2 separate regions of the Macaca mulatta genome follow, and region 2 is linked to region 1. The links are chromatin contacts, called in public Hi-C maps. All regions are on one chromosome and are shown on one strand. Each heading gives the region's core, a stretch centred on a gene start, on an enhancer-like site or on the middle of the called end of the contact. The rest is flanking DNA. Distances are from core to core; before and after follow the strand shown.

The links. Hi-C and Micro-C count contacts between places; a contact is called where the count stands out from the background.
Region 2: a contact with region 1 is called in a Hi-C map of fetal cortex germinal zone, with 2.2 times the contacts expected there. The contact joins the promoter of CERS5 here to the enhancer-like site in region 1. A contact is called at or near these places in 4 of 14 Hi-C or Micro-C datasets (cortical neurons, fetal cortex germinal zone, fetal cortical plate and 1 more).

The regions. Positions count from the first base shown.
Region 1 is chr11:57,151,928-57,157,681 of T2T-MMU8v2.0, forward strand. No RefSeq gene overlaps it. Among named protein-coding and RNA genes, the nearest start is that of AQP6, 11 kb to the left of the region's middle. Within about 2 kb of position 2,199, at least 4 of the 40 cell types and tissues checked have an H3K27ac peak or open chromatin away from gene starts, as enhancers often do. A contact at or near this core is called in fetal cortex germinal zone, where this site is marked.
Region 2 is chr11:57,341,363-57,346,806 of T2T-MMU8v2.0, forward strand. It overlaps CERS5 (ceramide synthase 5), which reads right to left and starts at 1,859. Exons shown (of 10, transcript XM_077954172.1): 1 at 1,633-1,859. LOC144332869 (a long non-coding RNA gene) reads left to right here. Exons shown (of 2, transcript XR_013401065.1): 2 at 24-369.

The DNA.
Region 1 (5,754 bases), core at 949-3,448:
GGGAAGAGAGACTGGGTTTTCTCTCACATCATTGGATCTACTTAACCAAGGACCTGTCTCCTCTTCTCTGGGTCTGCTGACCTTGGTTGGGTCTTTGTGGGTGTGAGGGGCTGTGGGAGGGCCCTGGAATGAAGAGGCGAGCCAATAAAATCAGTTCTTATCTCTATGACGCCCATCACCACAGTACTCTAAGATGCAGCAGCCAAATTCATATAGAAGATGGGGGCCTGGCGGCCAGGCACGGTGGCTCACTCCTGTAATCCCAGCACTTTGGGAGGCTGGGGGGTGAGATCACGAGGTCAGGAGATAGAGACCATCCTGGCCAACATGGTGAAACCCTGTCCCTACTAAAATATAAAAAATTAGCCAGGCATGGTGGCACGTGACTGTAGTCCCAGCTACTTGGGAGGCTGAGGCAGGGGAATCACTTGAACCTGGAAGGCAGAGGTTTCAGTGAGCCGAGATCATGCCGCTGCACTCCAGCCTGGTGACAGAACAAGACTCTGTCTCACAAAAAAAAAAAAAAAAAAAAAAAAGATGGGTCCTGGCCTGGTGCAGTGGCTCCCACCTGTAATCCTAACACTTTGGGAGGCCAAAGTGGGAGGATTGCTTGAGGCCAGGAGTTCGAGACCAGCCTAGACAACATGGCAAAACCCTGCCTCTACAAAAAATTAAAAACAGCCAGGTGTGGCGGCTCACACCTGTAATCACCAACACGTTGGGTGGCCCAAGCAGGAGGATTGCTTAAAGCCAGGAGTTTGAGACCATCCTGGGCGGCATAGCGAAACTCCATCTCTATTATTTAAAATGAAAAATTAAACTATAATACAAACAAAAGATAGATCCTTTTTAATGATATCTCCTGAGGGACTGGGGATGGGGAAAAGGCTGCCTAAGTCTTCCAAGGGCAGCGTGACAGGCCCAGCCTGTGACCAGTGCAGTAGCTGAATCCCTGGTGCTCATGGCCCCCGTAGCTGTGCTCAGCATTCTGTAATATCAATGCAGATGCTACTCATATCTCTCCAAGCTGGGCCCCACTCATCCGTGTTCACAATCTCTCAGAGCCCAAGGCTGCCTATGTCCTTTTATGAGCAGGGAGAGCTGGGCGTCTGTATGTATGCATGTATGAGAGCGTATGTGTACACGGAGGACATGATTGACTTGCTCAAGGTCAGCCAGTTCAGGAGCACAAACACTTAAGGTCTCCCCACTCCCAGTTTAGAATCTTCCAAAACAGAGCTCCTGGGGGGCTCATATAAGCTGCAGCCCCAGGAAGGAAGGAAACAGGAACTGGAGGGTTGAAGGGGATGGGGGTGTGGAGCTCCTACCGTAGGCTCTTAAGCTCCTTGACAAATGATCACTGCTTTTTGTCCCCAGAGCCAAGCACACACTGGGTGCTCAATATAAGTTTGATGAATGAATAAGGCTGGGCAGTTGGGGAGGAGGGGAGGCAGTAATAGATCAAGAGGAGAAAATTTCAGGAGTTACAGTTCCAGATAAGCCAGTATGACAGCAGCTGAGAAGCCTATGCTTCCAGGTTTGGGCTGGGGAGAGGGTGCATCGCCAGATATTTGCTGTTCCACCCACAATTTCAGAGCAGGCTTCACAACGTCTGTCCCAGGAACTTACAGGTCAAAATATGAGGGGTTGCCTGAAGAGAAAGTCAAGGGGCTATTTTCACTAACAGTTCTTCAAAGCAGTTCTCTGTCAGGACAGAGCAGGAGGAAACAAGGTTCCTGAGAAGTGGGGAATTAGGTTAGCCTCTGAAGAGCATCCAAGGTTAGATGTGGAAATAAGTAACCAAAGGTTCGCTTCCCCTTCTCTGGAGCCCTTTAATAGGACAGCAGGCCATCTGTTTGAATGAGGGAAGGGCTGGCCTTTGGAGAGCTGAATCTCAGTGGCTCCAGCTGGGGGAAGCAGGCTTCATTGGCATAGCCCCTGGGCCTGGGTGGGGGCAGGGGACGTGGGGAGGACAGAGACCCAACCAGGCCAGCCCTTGGTGTGCATTCCCTTCCTCCTGTTTGTCACGGAAGTTTTTAATTAATGGTGTGTAATCTGATCTGACCCTTCTCCCTGCTGAGCACTGCCTTCAATCAGTGGAGCCATCTGCAATTGCAATTCATAATTCTCCCAAAAGGGAGGGGGACTCAGGCCGGGTGCCTTGGTGATTAATACAATTAGCCTTTTATGTTGATGATTGTCTTAGCAGGAGCAGATGATGCTGCGCTGGGAGTCTGGGCGGTCGCGTCCCGATTGGCTGGCGGGAAGCCCCTCTCCACTTCCCACCCCCACTGCTCATCTTCAACCTACTACCTCCAGATATAAAGAGGACAGGCCTCATCTGGGGCCATACTGTGCAAGGGGGAAAAGGCCAGGAAGGGGTCAGGCTCTGAGCCACATTTGGTCTCCTAGGACTGAAGGAATAGCAGAGTCACACCATGATCTGGGCGCTTTTACATTGAAAGAAAATAACTTTCACCTAAAGGATTGTGCAGACCAAAGTTAAAAAAAAAAAACAAAACTGCATAAACGTAGACTAGGGGTTAACAGAGTTTAAATATAGGCTCAGGCACTTAGCAGCTGTGTGAACTTGGGCAAGTTACTTAAGGATCCTGAGCCTCACTTTCCTCATCTGGAGGATGGAGTACAGTCAAAAGGGAGCTGGAAGAACTACATGAGATATGTGTGTGTTTCGCACCATGCCTGACGTGCAGTCAGATCTCAATCAGTGGTAGCTATTTTTACCACCATCATCATCGTGGTAGATTGCATTCTGTCTTCCATAAGTTCAGCTACTTCCCCTGCAGTTTCTAATGAAGCCTGGGCTATTACTAAAGAAGGGATCACATCCTTCCCATAACCCAGGCTTAGCGTGAGCTGAGGGGGGACTAGAGGAGAGAGTGTATGTGTGTATTTGGAGGAAAGGGGGAATGACAGAAGAAGGGTCAATAATTAAAACATCAGAATTAAACACAAGAAAGAGGCCGGGCTCTGTGGTTCACAACTGTAATCCCAGCACTTTGGGAGGCCAAGGTAGGTGGATCACTTGAGGTCAGGAGTTTGAGACCAGCCTGACCAACAAGGTGAAACCCCATCTCTACTAAAAATACAAAAATGAACCGGGCGTGGTGGCACACGCCTGTAATCCCAGCTACTTGGGAGGCTGAGGCAGGAGAATTGCCTGAACCTTGGAGGCAGAGGTTGCAGTGAGTTGAGATCATACCGCTGCACTCCAGCCTGGGCGACAGAGCAAGACTCAGTCTCAAAAAAAAAAAAAAAAAAAGGAGGAGAGTGAGAAATAAGGGCCTATCATAACGGAGAAGTGGAGCACTGAAGTGATCACACTGGGAGAGTTGGGAGACTCCGGGAATGGGGGTAAGAAGTCTGGCTGGAGTGGAAAAAAGGTGAAAAGAAGCAGAGCTTTGAAGATTTGGAATTTCACATGAAAGCTAAGTAAACAAAAAGGGAGCTGACATCAGAGCTGAGAGTTAAATGGGTAACACAGACCAAAATCACTGTGATCGATAATGAGGTCAAGTGATCTGAAATAAGCAGATCTGGGTTTTGATGGGAGACTCTACCAGGTCAGGGAAGGGGATCAACTCAGTCCCTCTGGCCCCACAGTGCTGTTTTCTGTGACCCGGAGCAACACCTGGGAGTGCAGGAAACAGACCCAAGGAGAAGAGAGCTCAATGCTTTATACTGAGAGGGATTTTAACCTACAGCTTAGTGCAGGCCCTCTCAATGTCAGAGAGGAAGATGGGGAGGGAAGAAGGGAGGGAAGAAGTTAAGGGCTAATCAAGATGAAGCATCCGGCCAAGCTGTGACCTCTCTGGGCAGCTGTGGCAGGGGGTCAGCTCAGCCAAGATCTGTAATCACTTCTCAGGGAGAGGCAGCTACACTACAGCGCAGTCACGTATTTAGCAAAAGCTGGGGAGGCAAAGCATGGTTAGTGAATGGGGTTTATGGGAGTGGGGAGTCCAATAGCACTAATTAATAGGCTGCAGTTAATTAGCGGAAAAGGGGGAAATGAAAAACAATGTTTCAGAGCTCTGATTAAAACCCATAAAGCGGCAGCTATTGCCAGAGCTGCAGGTGGAGGAGGCCAGAGACAGACGCAGGGGCAAATAACTCCCGCTCCACCCCCATGGACAGATGAAACAAGCTCCAGCCAGGCCAGGGTGTGGCAGGCCAGGTCTCACTAACGCAGGCCTCCATAACAACTGTTTCGGTACTCACTGAGTGGTTAAATATTAAAAGCTAAGAGAGGCAGTGCCCTTATACAAAGGCTGGAATATAACAAAAGGCCGCCAAGAGTTTTGCCTAGGTTGCTGGGAGTGGTGGCTCACGCCTGTAATCCCAACACTTTGGGAGCCCGAGGCGGGCGGATCACAAGGTCAGGAGATCGAGACCATCCTGGCTAACATGGTGAAACCCCATCTCTACTAAAAATACAAAAAATTAGCCAGGCATGGTGGCAAGCGCCTGTAATCCCAGTTACTTGGGAGGCTGAGGCAGGAGACTCGTTTGAACCCGGGAGGCAGAGGTTTCGGTTAGCTGAGATCGTACCACTGCACTCCAGGCTGGGCAACAAGAGCGAAACCCCGTCTCAAAAAGAAAAAAAAAGAGTTTTGCCTAGGCCTTTCCTAGGCCTTAAAGCATGACAAAATAACGAAGGAATTCTTAACAGGACCTGTTTAGGATTAAACAAGTTCATTGGGGGTCTGAAGGAACTCCCCAAACCTCCATGATTTAGCAGGAGAGAAGGGTAATCACCCCATCACCTGGACCCATTTAGATTAAGTAAATTTACTGAGGTTCCGGAAGAAGGTCTTCAGGACTCAGATCCCAGTTGTAGATTAAAAGAAGTTATGTCTTTAGATGAATGCACACTTACAGACAGACATCTAGCTTAGAAGGTATATAAGTTGTGGAAAATTTTGTAATTTTGAGTCGGTATGGTGACAATTTCCAGGCCTTCTCCCCGTAACCGGTTACAGAAAACTCCCTTCTCTCCCAGTTCACCTGCGTCTCATTATTGGGCCACGAAAATAAGCATCCCAACCCTGGGTTTGATCCGGGAACAAGGGCCCAGCCTGTAGTGAGGGAAGAGGCCAGGATGGCAGTTAGGGGCGTTTGGTTCTGAAGCAGCAGGCTGGAGGGGCTTTCTCTGTCTGGAAATACGCTCTGTCCCTCCCTAGCTGCCTGGCACAGCCCAAGTCCTAGCTCTCATGTCAGGACCTTAAAGCTCTGTGAGCTCCCCCAGCACTCTGCACCACCTCTATCCCGGCACTGAACACTTGACTTCATAGTTATTCGAACATCTGCCTCTAACAGGAATATCTCCTTAAACAAAATGATATGTTTAGTCTACTTCTAATTTCAGGGCAATATATTCCTTATCTTTACTATCTGTCCTATGAGACAGGCTTCCTTTTTCCCCCAAATCATGGCCTTTCAGTTTCAAAAGAGGAAAGACCTTCCTCTGATATTCTAGACTTGATGAGTAAGATGGTCAAAGGATTGCAGCATACACTCCCAAAACCCAGCCAAAACAGAATGTCTAAAACCTCTCATCTCTCATGTGTTAAAGCAGCCTGGCATCCCCCAGGATGTACTGTTATTTTGGTCAGGTCATCACTGATTCACAGTGGCTTTCCCCTGATGGCTCTGGGGTCATGACTGGGTCCAATCTTGATGCTGCCCCACACATTGCTTTTCTGCTTCTTCATGCTATGTGTCTTGGACTGAGCC
Region 2 (5,444 bases), core at 609-3,108, 190 kb after region 1:
CTGCACTCCAGCCTGGTCCACAGAGCGAGACTCGGCCTCAAGGGCCAAGGAAAGCCATTTAGATCTTTGGGTTTCATTTGCTTCACTTAAGCATCTTTTATTTTTGCACTTGAACGTCTGGCAGAGCATTTTGATGATGACACACAAATACTACGAATAAATGGACGAGTGACTAGCTAAATAGAACACAATATTTTGAAAGATTTGAGTCAAAAATAGTAGGCAAATCGAAGAAGCAATCCCAAACAGATGCTATCTTTCAGAAATTAACAGATTGTTTCACCTGCAGCATAGTCCCATCCCAGAAAGGGCATTCCTGCATTACAATCATTTATGCTTGGATAAAGGCAAAACGAACAGCTGTCCAAGAAACACCCTCATTACCTGAGGCCTATGGCAAAAACACGTCTCCTTTCTTGGAGTCTAAGTAGACTTGATCAAAATCACCCACAGCTATAAATTCACATTATAATATCACACACCAAAGCCTCAGTGAATATCTTGGACAAACAGATATGATCCATTCACTTAAAGGTGAAATCACATGGTTGAACAAAGTATATTGCAATTCTGCTAAACTCATTTAGAAGCTGGCTCAAGGCCGGGTGCGGTGGCTCACGCCTGTAATCCCAGCACTTTGGGAGGCAGAGGCGGGCGGATCACTTGAGGTCAGGAGTTAGAGACCAGCCGGGCCAACATGGCGAAACCCCTTCTCTACTAAAAATACAAAAATTAGCAGGGCGTGGTGGTGCGCGCCTGTAATCCCAGCTACTCGGGAGGCTGAGGAAGGAGAATCGCTTGAACTGGGGAGGCGGAGGTTGCGTTGAGCCGAGATCGTGCCATTGTACTCCAGCCTGGGCAACAAGAACGAAACTCCGTCTCAAAAAAAAAGAAGCTGGCTCAATATAGCTGTCCTCTGATAAGCCCTATGGCTCTCTATCCCTTCGAACACTCCTCCTTCCATTTCAGGCCCCAAGGCCTGTTCTGCAACTAATCTGACATCTTTCCATACTTTGGAAGCCTCGGGCTCCACCACACCCTATCCCCACCAGATTTCTACCCTCCTACCAACAAACGTGCATGAGTTGACATACCAAACCAACTCCCAAACTAATCCTGTTCCCCTCAGTTCTCAGAAACGCAAGCGTCCTAACGAATCTTAAAATTCTGATGAATCCATTCCTTTCCCTTGGAACGTCTGGCCCTTGGGTTGACTCCTCGGCTTCCATGGTCACAACTAGCTGCGGTTCTCCTGGGCCCTTCCTATCCCTCTCTTCGGGGCCTCTGCCAGAGTTCACACTGAACCTGTTTCCTCATCTGTAAGACCCTTGGAGGTTGGGAGGAGGCCTATATGACCGCCCCCGCCAAGCCAACTCCGGATCTAACATTGAAGGGACCCAGCATTCCCCTAGACCCCCACTCTTTCTCTTGCCCACGCCCCAAACTCCTTCTCCACCCAGGCTCCGCTACCACCTCGCCCACTCGCCTAGCATCACCCGCCGCGGCCCAAGCTCCCCTAGCCCCTGCTTCCGGGCTTTCCCTGCAGTTCTGCTTCCGGCCCTCGGTCCTTCCCACAGCGGGGCGCCCCTGCCCTCGCCCGGCCCCTCGAGCCGCTCGCTCGCGGGCTCTCACCTTTCGAAGAGCAGCCTCACGAAGAAGATGCCCGCCGCCAGCGGGAACACCGAGAGGATGTGCCGGCCGCGCGGGTAGCCGTAGCCGTCGGCCGGCCCCTCCAGATCAGCCCAGGTCACGTTCTGGGGTAGCCAGAAGCGCTCGCTCCACAGCCAGCCCCACAGCAAGCTTAGGGGTCCCTGCGCTGCTGTCGCCATCTTACGCCCACCCCGAGCCACCGCCGCCACAAGCGTCAGCTGCTGCCACAGCCAACGGAACCCGCGGGGAGGCGGCCCCAGGGCGGGGCCCGACCAGCGGCCACCCCCTTCCGGCCCCTTCTGAACACCGCCACGGATCCGCCCGCCTCCCCGGCAGAGCCGGGCCTCTTCACCGCCCATCTCTCCTCCCGACCCACTTCCCTCACCGCAACCCGGGAACCGCCTCCGGGGATCCACGCCCCTTCCCGAGCCTCTGACTCGCCCAGCCGGGTCCTGGGGCCACGCCCCGGGCGGTGCTGGGCCCACCCTCTTTTGCTGCTAGTCTTGGCCGCGCTTCTGCTCCTCACTCACTCCTCCATCCAGCCACGGCCACACCCCTTATTTCAGGCCTAGCTCCTTTACGGGGACATTCTCCTTTCTCAGCCTGTCAGAATCAAGTACGTTCCCGCTCCCACCCAGGCGGTATCTCTGTCTCCACTCCCGGAGGCCAGATCGATCTCTCAGGTCATGGCTTCTCTTGGATCTCTGCTGGTCCTGCCCACTACTGTCTGCCACCAGAGTTCTTTTTGCTCCCAACCTTTTCTTCCCTTCGTGCCCCATGACCTCAGCCTACTTTCACTGCTTTATCCCTTAAAAATTAGTCACTTTGGGCCGGGCGCGGTGGCTCAAGCCTGTAATCCCAGCACTTTGGGAGGCCGAGACGGGCGGATCACGAGGTCAGGGGATCAAGACCATCCTGGCTAACACGGCGAAACCCCGTCTCTACTAAAAATACAAAAAACTAGCCAGGCGAGGTGGCGGCGAGTGCCTGTAGTCCCAGCTACTCGGGAGGCTGAGGCAGGAGAATGGCGTGAACCCGGGAGGCGGAGCTTGCAGTGAGCCGAGATGGTGCCACTGCACTCCAGCCTGGGCGACAGAGCGAGACTCCGTCTCAAAAAAAAAAAAAAAAAAAAAAAAAAAAAAAAAAAAATTAGTCACTTTTCCTCGGAAAAGATGGACTTAACAGTTTACAAAAGGCCGGGCGCGGTGGCTCACGTCTGTAATCCCAGCACGTTCGGAGGCCAACGCAGGCGGATCACCTGAGGTCAGGAGTTTGAGACCACCTTGGCCAACATGGCAAAACCCCGTCTCTACTAAAAATACAAAAATTAGCCGGGCCTGGTGGCGCTGTGCCTGTAATTCCAGCTACTCGGAAAGCTGAGACAGGAGAATCGCTTGAACCTGGGAGGTTGCAGTGAGCCGAGGTTGCAGTGAGGTTTGCAGTGAGCCGAGATCGTGCCATTGCACTCCAGCCTGGGCGACAGACCAAAGACTCCGTCTCGAAGCAGTAATGAAAATAAAAGAACAGTTTACAAAAATCCTTTTATTCTTCTCTTGGGGAAAAGGAAACCGAAGAAAAACAACTCGAAAAGGGAGGCACTTGTCCGGGCGCGGTGGCTCACACCTGTAATCCCAGCACTTTGGGAGGCCGAGGCGGGCGGATCACGAGGTTAAGAGATCGAGACCATCCTGGCTAACACAGTGAAACCCGTCTCTATTAAAAATACACACACACACACACACACACACACACAAATTAGCCGGGCGTGGTGGCGGGCGTCTGTAGTCCCAGCTACTCGGGAGGCTGAGGCAGGAGAATGGCGTGAACACGGGAGGCGGAGCTTGCAGTGAGCAGAGATCACACCACTGCACTCCAGCCTGGGCAACAGAGCGAGACTCCATCTCAAAAAAAAAAAAAAAAAAAAAGGGAGGCACTCAAAAAATATTCCTAAAGGCAGGGCGGGTGCGGTGGCTCACGCCTGTAATCCCAACACTTTGGAAGGCCAAGGCGGGCGAATCACCTGAGGTCAGGAGTTTGAGACCAGCCTGGCCAAATTGGTGAAACCCCATCTGTACTAAAAACAAAAATTAGCCAGGCGTAGCGGTGCATGCCTGTAATCCTAGCTACTCGGGAGGCTGAGGCAGAGAATTGCTTGAACCCGGGAAGCTGAGGTCACAGTGAGCCGAGATCGTGCCATTGCTCTTCAGCCTAGGTGACAGAGCGTCTCAAAACAAAACAAAAACAAAAAAAGGCCGGGCGCAGTGGCTCACACCTGTAATCCCAACACTTTGGGAGGCCGAGGCAGGCGGATCAAGAGGTCAGGAGATCGAGAGCATCCTGGCCAACATGGTGAAACCTCATCTCTACTAAACATACAAAAAATTAGTCCGGCTTGGTGGTAGTCCCAGCCTGTAGTCCCAGCTACTTGGGAGGTTGAGGCAGGAGAATGGTGTGAACCCGGGAGGCGGAACTTGCAGTGAGCCGAGATCGCGCCATGGCACTCCAGTCTGGGCGACAGAGTGAGACTTCATCTCGAAAAAACAAACAAACAAACAAACAAACAAATCCTTTAAATTTAATTTGGCTGGTTTGTTTGCGTATTTTTTTGTGTGAAGGAGTCAGTATCACACCCAGGCTGGAGTGCAATGGTGCTATTTCTGCTCACTGCAACCTCCGCCTCTGGGTTCAAGAGATCCTCCCTTCTCAGCCTCCCGAGTAGCTGGGACTACGGACACGTGCCACCACACTGGAGTAATTTTTGCATTTTTTGATAGAGCCTGGGGTTTTCACCATGTTGGCCAGGCTGGTCTCAAACTCCTGACCTCAAGTGATCCACCTGTCGCAGCATCCCTGTTGGGAATGAAGTTTTTGGTGTCGCAAAAAAAACCCCAAAAACAAACAAACAAACAAAAAAAACAACAACAACACAGGAACAAATGATCTTTCAGCAAGGCAAGCTTTACTTTCTGCAGAAAGGGTGCTACTCAAAAGCTGTCCAGCCAGGAGAACACACAGAACAAAGGAGACAGAGTTATTTATAATCTGACTCATCTACCCTACTGCTGTGTCCATTTTCCATTGGCTGAATAGGACCTCACATTTTACACTTTACCTGATTGGCTATTAGTTTAAAACTTTTTTAATTGGGTAAGGGGAACAGAACAAAGAAAGTAAAGGAAGTTGCCCAGGGATCTTTAGGGAAGCATCTCCAAATAAGGAATGGCATGCACTATAGGCTGGGGCTTGTCTAGTTCTGTCCAGGCATGCCGGAGCAAGCTAGGACAGCTGATTTGGAAAACACACACACACACACACACATAGTGGGTAGCAATCTTATAGTAAGAAATTGTGACTTTTTATAATCTTCAAAAAAGAACTTTCCCATTTCTCACACTCACAAAGTGCTGGGACTACAGGCGTGAGCCACTCCGCCCAGCCTAAAGTTTTTTTTTTTGAAACAGAGTCTCGGTCTGCAGCCCAGATTGGAGTGCAGTGGCGGGATCTCGGCTCACCGCAGCCTCTGTCTCCTGGGTTCAAGCGATTCTCTCCCCTCAGCCTCCTGAGTAGCTAGGATTACACGCAGGTGCCACCACGCCTGGCTAATTTTTGTATTTTTAGTAGAGATGGTGTTTTGCCATGTTAGCCATGGAACCCCTGACCTCAAGTGATCCACCTGCCTGGGCCTCCCAAAGGGCTGGGATTACAGGCTTGAGCCACCACACCCGGCTGAAATTTTTCTTTCTTTCTTTTTTTTTTTTTTTTTTGAGACGGAGTCTCGCTCTGTCACCCAGGCT